Linked DNA regions of Zea mays: region 2 is linked to region 1. The links are chromatin contacts, called in public Hi-C maps. All regions are on one chromosome and are shown on one strand. The core of a region is the stretch at or near the end of the contact, and the rest is flanking DNA. Distances in the headings are between cores, read along the strand shown.

Region 1 (4,710 bases), core at 982-3,481:
ATTTATCGGGTTCAAACTTCAGAACTGATCCATTCTAGAGCAGACTGATTTATTCCCTGATCAAAATCATCTTTAGGTCTAGTTTGAAAACTATATTTTATTAAGAGATTTTCATTTTTAAAGAGAAAATAGTTTATTTTTTCCTTAAAAAAATAGAAATCTCTTAAGAAAATGAATTTCCTATGCTCATAAAGAAACTCCAGAAGTCCTATGCCATCGAAGACCTCTCGAAACGAAGAAATTTTTTTCTCATCAACAAGCTCAGATTCCGACACCTCAGCAGATGAGAGTCACGTGAAGTTTCTCTAGCACCCTCAAACAAATTAAAAACTATAACATAGCTAATAAAAAAACAACTCTAAAAGCTTAGCTTCGCAAAACAGACTTCGTAGAAAAGGCTTCGTTTAATCAAAACGAGAAGCAAAACACTTCAGCTGCGTTAAGCCAATAGCAAACTACGACATACAATTGTACGTTGAATTTGTGATCTAGATTCTGCGTATGGAGGACATTTTGGCGAGCAGAGCTGAGATCCGTCTTCGGAAGACTTGGGCCGGAGCTGTGTGAAATTATTTGCTCAATAGGTATATGTATTTATTTTAAGACGAAACGAGTGGAGTACTGTATGTATATCGTACTACTTTGGAAGCAATCGGTAGGATTGGTCAGCATAGGGGTACAGGCGGCCACAGAGGCGCAGAGCCAGAGGCAGCCCGCCCGGCCGCAGCGCAGAGCGATCCAACGACTCGAGTTCTACGCAAGGAACAAGGTGGGCGCGCGGCCGCGCGCGCGCCGATTTTTATCTTTTCTGAACTAGGACAGCAGACAGCATACGGATACGGGTCTTCCTTGTACGTGTACGGGTAGAAGGACAACAGTTGCTGCAAAGCGTGACGAGCGTCGTGGCGGCCGGGCCCAGCACAGCAACCGCGCCCATGGGCCATGTCCATGATATGATAGGTTAGTATACCTAGTCCTCTCTTGTTTTTTTTTTCTCTCTCTCGCAGCGAAGGGGGATATGATTGAGCTTAACCGCTCTCAACACCGAGTTCTTGATTAGGTTGAAAAGATGCACTAGTGAGACTGACCGTGTTAAATAAATCCATGTCCTGCCGTATTGACGTATGACACTGGAACACTTTTCTTCCGTATTCCATTGGGCTTTGGCCCATGAAGATACCCCCTCCCACGCACACTTTGAGCCTGTTAAAGCCAACATGACTGCTGTCTCCTCTCCATTCAACCGACGTACTACGGAATTTCGGTTGGCGTTCATAGCATCATACGTACGGAAAATACGGGTAAATGAATTGGTGATACGTACGGTTGCCGGCCGCTGATGGGTAGTGCTTATTTGTTTATATAAAAAAATGGTATCGTTCTATTTTTGATCATATTTTTAATCTCTATCTAGGACACTTGCAACGCTTTTATGCCTTGTTCGTCGGTCCAAGAGAATTAAATCTCTTCCTACCTATTTAACTTTGAATAGGATTTTTTGTCCCCTTTTAATCTTCTTCAATTCACTGTTTTAGAGCGGATTGGAGTAAATTAGGGCTGATTTGGTGCTAAGGGATTCCAAGGGGATTCTTTCCCCATAGATCCCCTTGGGATCCCTGATTTGGTGACCGGGGATTCCGAGAGGAAGAAATCCTCTTGCTATTCAAAATTGAATTGCAAGGGGATTCCTCCCATGGATTCCCTAGGGATCCCTAATCACCAAATCAGCCCTAAGAGGCTAAAATCCGCTGCAATTCCCTTCCCAAACTAGGTCCCTCATAGAGAGAAGCGCACTAGCATTTCCTGTATTTTAGCTTGCCGTACATACTCGAGCTGTTTGAGTAAAAGATGGACGTAGAAGGATGCTTCTTCACGGCGCTGAGACAAGGCGTGACTCTAGCTCATCTTTTTTTTTTTCTTCCTTCTCTGCTTAACGAGCCGATCGGATCTTTTGTAACGAGGCAAAAGCAAAGCTGATCCTGGCCAGCTCAGTGTCTGGTTACTAAAAGGAAGTCATGAATGGGATAAATCAAAATGACCGCGTCTTGGAATGGACAATTGGACATTGCGGTCACAGAAGCACATTGCCGGCAGACATTGCGTCATTTCACACATGAGTTTGGTGCAAAAGCACGGCAAGAACGAAGCCGGATTCGGAAGGAATTCGCATGTATTCCGGGCGGATCACGTCCCGACCCAACTCACGTCTCGTCGCCCTCCTTCCATTTTTTTTTTCCTTTTCACTCGTGGCGGTTGTACCCCCGTGCATGTTTGTGTGACTGTGGTGTGATCTGTGGCTGACTGGCTGTGGTGTCAAGTGTGATACAGAGAGAGAGAGAGAGGCAGGCAGCTGCGTCTGCGTCGTGGCCGGCGCGGCGCTGCGCTGCGCGGAAACCAAATCCTCAGCTCCGGTGTTCTCTCCAATCTCCATCCATCCATCCTCCTCGCGGCTCGCGCCCCGAAAAATGGCGCCAACCCCTCCCCAGTCTCCCGCGCGGCGCTGCCCCAGCTATTTCCCCCTCCCCTGAATTGACCCCAGCCGCGCCTCCCAAACCCTAACCTAACCCCCGCCCCCTGGGCCCCGGCCATGGCGTCACTGCCCAAGCCGCCGCCGCCGCCACGCCCCAAGACGCGGGGCAACTACAACTGCGGCCGCTGCGGCCAGCCCAAGAAGGGCCACGTCTGCGTCGGCCCCGGCCCCGGCCCCGGCGGCGCTGCGTCGCCCTCCTCCTCGTCCGGGGCCGGAGGGGAGCACGGGCTGCGCCGCGCCCTCTCCTTCGACGAGGCCGGCACGCCGTCCTCGCCGGAGAAGAAGCCCAAGGTGGAGGACGTCGACGAGGCGGAGCTGGACGAGGAGGCCACGGTGGACGTGGGCGCCCGCGCGGTGTCCAGGGAGGTCATGGCGGAGGTTCTGCACCGCCTCGGTCCCCGCGGGGTCATGGCCGCCGCCGGGGTCAGCCGAGGCTGGCGGGACTGCGCGGGCCGGGTCTGGCGCGCGGCCGAGGAGCTCCGCCTTCGCGTCCTCGCCTCCTCTGGCGCCGGCCTCCTCGCCGCGCTGCTCCCCCGCTGCCCCGCGCTCTCCCGCCTCCACCTCCGGATGGAAAGGTGAGGTACTCCGGCCCGGATCTCATCCGGAACAGTATGGTTCTTCACGCGATCCGGGTGCCGATCTCAGCTCCGCGCTGCTCATTTGATGCGATGCCCAGGGGATTGGTCCGCGCGTAATTCCTGCTTATGGTTATTCAATTTTGTTTAAGGAAAGGGATACTATAAGTCACTAGAATATTATATGGGCAAAAATGTCATATTTCTGGGTGACTGCTAAAGTAGCATAAGGTGGATGACCGATATGAAAATTGGTACTGCTGCTACCTTGGTCTCCAATGGGCAGACATGACATGTACTGAATATTTATGTCCTGTATATACTAGTATCTAATAAGGGTGTAGGGATTTTGGTTAATGGTCAGGGCTCAATAAGCACGCACTACAAATTAATAATGCCTACTTATATATAAGACCATGGAACCATTGGGGGAACCGCTTGCTTGTCATATTTTGGATTTTTGGACTTGCTTCCCTTTTGTGTTTCTGTGAAGAGATAGACGTTGGTGCCCCCAGATCATATTTGAGCACTGACAGTTGTGGTAATGCAAGATTCAAGCAGGGATGCTTGTTGACAAATGGGTGGGGAGTTGTCTGTCTTGTCATGCTGGTGCATGATTCATATGCAGACCTTTCATTAATGCTTTTGGTTGGCTATTACGTCAGTATGAGCATATGCGCTCATGAATATTAATGTGAGATTAATGTCCCTTCAGAACATAATGAACATGGAGCCTTACCGGCTTATCCTTTCCTTATCCTGTGACCTTAGTATACAACTCTAAACTAGTCTAGTATATAATGTTGAAAGGACCAAAATTTGCTTCCAGAAGTATCTAATCAAGTTGTATGATTGTATGTGAATGGACACCAAGTTTAGGTCGATTGTTGCTGTTTGGTGGCAATAAATATGGTACAAAGGTGCCTGCTAGATGAATGTATAAACGGTGCATGTATCTGTTTGCATTTTTTTAGAAATGGCTTAGTTTCAGGTTTTATTTGTCTTGCTAACTTCTTTCTAAAACTCTTTCTTTTAACTTGTTTCTAAAGCATTATGCCTTCCCTAACTGTAAATTGGGAATACCTGATTGATTATAGATGTGTACAAGGTACAAATATTTATAGCCGTGATTAAGGACGCCTTGTGGAAACAGAACCGTCCTCTAGTACTCCTAACCTAATTCAACTCAATCCGTACCCAAAACCATATGTCTAACACCAATCAATGCTGCAGTTTTGAGAACCGCAATCAGTACTCACAATCAAGTTGGTCAGCTCTCATCAATGGCCACTGATTACTATCCATGATTTAGGTCATGTGACATTATTTAATTGCAGATTGCAGCGCAGAGTTACATGTGGAAAATATTAAGGAGAGACTTTCTGGTGATAAAACTGCTCATGTTCATATGACAATCCTTGCCAATTCCATCATAGTTGCATTTTTTCTCATTTATTTAGTCTTTTCACTTTTTACCTGAACCTTTTTTCCCCGCTGAATGTGTTGCATGCTTACCAGCAAATAGGTCTGTTTTTTTGTGTGTAATTCTTCTTTGCCTAAAAATAATTGCATGTCCAGTCTTTCACTTATGGTAACTAGTCTGGC
Region 2 (5,017 bases), core at 1,061-3,560, 230 kb before region 1:
ACTGTCCGGTGTACACCGGACAGTCCGGTGAATTATAGCCGAGTCGCCCCTGGAAATTCCCGAAGGTGGCGAGTTTGAGTCTGAGTCCCCCTGGTGCACCGGACATGTCCGGTGGCGCACCGGACAGTCCGGTGCGCCAGACCAGGGGTGCCTTCGGTTGCCCCTTTGCTCCTTTGTTGAATCCAAAACTTGGTCTTTTTATTGGCTGAGTGTGAACCTTTTACACCTGTATAATCTACACACTTGGGCAAACTAGTTAGTCCAAAGATTTTGTGTTGGGCAATTCAACCACCAAAATTATTTAGGAACTAGGTGTAAGCCTAATTCCCTTTCACAAACCCCATCGGGAAGGTTCCTATTCGAGAGCCATAGGGGGCAGGGACGACGTAGCTAGAGCGCACATTGAGGCCGGCGACCCTCGACATCGATGATTGTGATGCGGACAGGGCCCCCTAGCCAAGGGGAATGTTATAAGGGGAAGGAGGTCGCCCTGGATGAGGCCAACACAAGAGACACTCGAAAGAGGGCGCCCTAATCCAGGGACTCCTCTCCCTGCAAGCGCCCACGTTGGGACTCGGAGGCCCCATTCGCAAGCACCTGCGCTAGGTCGACATCTAGTGACGGCAAGCATCATTCCCTTTCTTTTGTTGTTTGTTGTTTTTTGTGTATCCTTATGATATTGCTTTTAGACCCGCAACAACATTGAACCTGATGTGGGATGCCTAGGCCCGGAGGTGGCCCCCTAGTTCCATGGGAGGCTAGGGCATTTTCTGCTCATGGTGGTGAGAGGGCACCGCCTTTGATACATGGCAATGCACCACAATCTCCATTGTAAGTGTAAAGACTCTTCATGCTAAATGATTCAAACAATCAAATTTGGTTTAGCATTAAGATGAATTTATTTTTCATCACTCGCGACTGATTTTCAAGATTCTTTAGGGTTTCATCTAATCGCGAGTGACTCACGAAACACCTAAATTAACAACTTCCAGATAGCAAGCCATCTTAGCACTACATTAGAAGTTAGTACCGTCAAAGTAAGAAAGTTATCCATTTGTCACTCTCTAAATAGCGTTGATTTCATAGTGGTTAAGCCAAAAAAGTTTAATTAAGCTACTGGGTACCAATTGAAAGTAACTATGAACTAGACAATCTAATTTATCTCTAAACTATGGTCTCTATTTTTCTTTTTAATTATATATATGTAATAAACAAACTATCTTAAATAAAATATGGGTTATGTCTATATTAAATCTAACCTGATGCTTGCTTGATTCATATACAAAATGGTTTAAATGATAACAACTTGTCATACAATCAATGTGAAGTCAGTTCAGTACATGAATCATAGTGCTTTATCCACGTGCGTCTTCTCTTTTTCATCATGGAGTACAAATGAGCCTTTATTAGCCGAAATTTCTGATGGTGGTATGGTTAATAAAGATCAATTTTCTATAGCTCGCAAATTTTCAGCATCTGAGATCTTGAAGGTTCTAATATTTAGATATGGTAAATAAATTAGGTCTGTAATTGCTAAAAATTCTCTTAAGCTACACAATTTTCAGCAGATGGGGCATGTTCCTCTCTATAAATATTGAAACTAAAATGTTTGCATGTCTGTGAAGTAGATCTATCAAACACATGTTAATCTATGTGAGGATTATCTCATGAAAACATCTGCAACAAAAGTGCAGAGAAAGGCGCTGCAGCAGGACAACCTAAAACTGAGTTTCACTTACTGAAAAAAGAAGAAAACAAATTGAATACAGCTTCACATCATAGAGGATATAATGGTCATACACGAAACAGTGAAAAATCCGCGGCTAACTGAGATAACACTCCAGTCTCCAGCAACAAAAGGGTCTCCAGCGCATCTATTTAAAGCTCCTATTTTCAGTCTCCAACACTCCTATTTGAGGATGCACGCAAACACAAAATAATTATCATCGTACATGTGATTTTTTTTGAAAATAAACAGAATTTTATTTTTTACCTCTCTTAATATAGAATAAAATAGAATTTAAAATTTAATATATTGATAGAGTAATAATTATTTTATATTTTTTTAAAACAATTATTTTATATTTTGTCAGTTTAATTGTACAATGATTGTCTAGAAAACTTGATTACACAACCGTTTTTACCTATATATATAAGTGTATGTCCCGATAAGTTTTTCAATATTTTTACATACTTAGTAAATATTTATAATAAAAATTATAATATTGTGATAAGAAATGGGGTAGATTGAGGTTCCGATGTGATGTAAATTGAAATGTACAGCCCACAGGGAGGAGGCCTGCAACTGCAACGGTCCAGCCGCACCCGCGCTCGGCATACGGCGCCTCTCGGCCTACGTTCTCCGTGGGCCGTGGCGGCGTGCCGCCCATCCGCCCTCTGCCCTCGCCCCACCCGGCCACCCGTCGACGACGGTCCTCCGCCCTCGCCCCACCCGTCGACGACCTCGTCTCCTCCGTGCGCGGGCCTCGGCTAGCTCCTGCTTGGCGCTGGGTAGCGGGCTCGTCGGTGCTGGGTAGCGGGCTCGTCGGTGCTGTGCAGATCCACCCGCGCCCCGCCTTGTTCTGTGCTGCCGCTTGGCGCTGCGTCACTGACCAAGTGCGTGCCTGCCAGCCGACCGACGGCCAGCACCACATTTCGCAGAGCCGTTGGTGCTCTCTCTTGGCTGTCAGCACCAGAAGCACAGCGCAGAGTCGCCCCAGCCCCCTGCGCCTGCTGCATAGTGAGTCTGTGTGATTGTTTGATTTCTAATTTTGTTGCACCTTATGCCAATACCGGTTTGGGGCTTATTGCTTTTTTAGGTCTCTATTCCTTGCCGCTCGCCAAAATACCCCGGCATTCGTTGCACTTGTCTAATTGCCCCACTTAAGCCACCCTTTCTAGCTATAATACTCCACTACACTAATTACTGGTTACAACGGACATTTATACCCTTCCACCGTTTGTTCATGTTATCTGCCGTTACATGTGCCTGATGGCTGTTGCAGGGCCTGCTGCTGCATGCGTCCTCTCGCCAGGATGGTGGTGATTGGCGGGCGATTAAAAAAGATTCTTCTTATTAAGTGTTGCACATATTCGTTGCATGTGATCAATTTTGACACAAAATTTACTATGTTGCTCAATTGCATCAGTTAGTTCTACCTATATATGCATGTGATCAATTTTTATTGTGTTACATTTACTATGAGTTACTCTCATGTTGTAACCTGGAAGCATATGTGCTTGTGGCCTAAACATCTATGGACTATAGGCTTAGCATTATGAAGTTAAAGAGCATAACCAGCGCCCCTCTTGTTGCGTTTCAGGTCTGCCACTGCCCCTCAGTTGTTGTGGTGGCCAAGGGACGAATCACTCTCTCATTCTCAATGTGGCACAGTTTCTTTTCGATGCACCGGATAGCCTCTCGCTCGGTGAGACATCAGCTATACGATTGTTTACTGCTTCCAAGGAATTTCCTCACTTTTCCGCTAATTTTCCGGTGCAAAATTGCAGCTTTTCCCATGTCCAACCCTCCTGACTGTTCTGATAATCTAAAACCATTGCATTTTCCCTCCTGTTTTCTAGCTTATCGCTCCTTTGTGCCTAGGGTTTGCTTGGTAGGAGATGTTACAGCTATGCCATGAAAGGGGGCACTTCGATCGCCGGAGTAGGCGACATCATTGCTGTCGCATCAGGGAAAGGAGGCGTAGGCAAATCCACCACTGCAGGTCTACATTTCTCTTAACACTAGAATAGCTCACATTTGTACAATTCTTTTTCAGATTTAATATTGGTGCAGATGGCTCTAAGGATGATGTGTTGTGATTGTAGAGCTTGAATCTTTTAGATCTGTTTGGAGGTACACTGTAACCAAGAGTTCCGCTGTGCTAAAGATACTTTCTAGTTCCTATTAGCTATCTTGAAGCAGAAATGGTTTTTAACTTGAGTTGAGGGTATATATGCCAATGATTTAGGTGCATAATTTATGTTTTAACTTTTAAATAATGATGGCAATATAAAGCTAGCGCTTGTCTTCTAGTCATATTTCTCAAGTTTCTGCTCCATTTTTGTTTCTTTCTGTTCACTAGAGTTAAAATTGCTTCTTCACATTGGCAATTGTATTCGTGCAGTTAACATTGCTGTAGCACTTGCCAAGGAGTTTAAGCTTCAGGTTGGTTTGCTAGATGCTGACATATATGGGCCATCCATTCCTACAATGATGAACCTCCATGCTAAGCCTGAAGTAAATGAAGGTATCTGTTGGAACTCTTTCAGCACATGCCATGGTGTACACCATATGGCTTCTTATATATGTTTAAACTCATGAGGCTATACACCTAGGACTGGTTTTCTTATATTTTTTTAGCTTTTTCTACCATTTTTAGTGATAATTTGATTTGTGTAAACTGAACTATATCGGAATAAATGAAGAAATACTTACTGGACACAACCTTGCTAAACTAAAAGTACAAGTCAAAACACTATGCTGAAAGAACCAAATATAAGCTTGTTCTTAGAACTTGGTTGCCCATTTTTCTGTGATATCTTTTTTCTTGCTACATGATTAAACAAAACTATTCATGATCCTTTCATGGTTGCACCAACATTTTTTTACTAAATGGTCCTTAACACGCTTAGGGCTTGTCCGGTTTGGTGGTGATTGGCGGGGGATTAAAGAGGATTGAGGGGGATTATATCCCTTACAAATCAAAAGCCCTCACATCCCCTTCAACCCCCTTGGCAAGGGGATTAAGCTAACAAGGCCTTAAGTTTTTGGCTAGACTACAATGATAGTTTCATTTGTTAAGGTGATTGGATTTTGATTAAATGGACAACAATTAATTGGCCATTGCACTAGTTTGGTTCAATTGAAACTGCAAACCATCAAACATGATACCTTTTGACCAAGTTTGATAAACGCCAGGCAGTCCGAAATTAAAATGGGAAAACATTTTGTACTGGTCTCAATTTTAATCTATCATCTATGAGCAGTGAACTAAATATAGCTATTTAGAAATGT

The links. A called contact is a pair of places that touch in the nucleus more often than the background predicts.
Region 2: a Hi-C map of bundle sheath shows a contact between it and region 1, with 1.9 times the contacts expected there. The contact joins the promoter of LOC100284464 here to the promoter of LOC103643714 in region 1. A contact is called at or near these places in 5 of 25 Hi-C or Micro-C datasets (bundle sheath, ear, leaf and 1 more).

The regions. Positions count from the first base shown.
Region 1 is chr1:259,839,406-259,844,115 of Zm-B73-REFERENCE-NAM-5.0, reverse strand. It overlaps LOC103643714 (F-box/LRR-repeat protein 17), which reads left to right and starts at 2,231. Exons shown (of 11, transcript XM_008666886.4): 1 at 2,231-3,105. The coding sequence starts at 2,588.
Region 2 is chr1:260,069,018-260,074,034 of Zm-B73-REFERENCE-NAM-5.0, reverse strand. It overlaps LOC100284464 (nucleotide-binding protein-like), which reads left to right and starts at 2,310. Exons shown (of 9, transcript NM_001157359.2): 1 at 2,310-2,740; 2 at 3,324-3,428; 3 at 3,605-3,725; 4 at 4,128-4,250. The coding sequence starts at 3,384.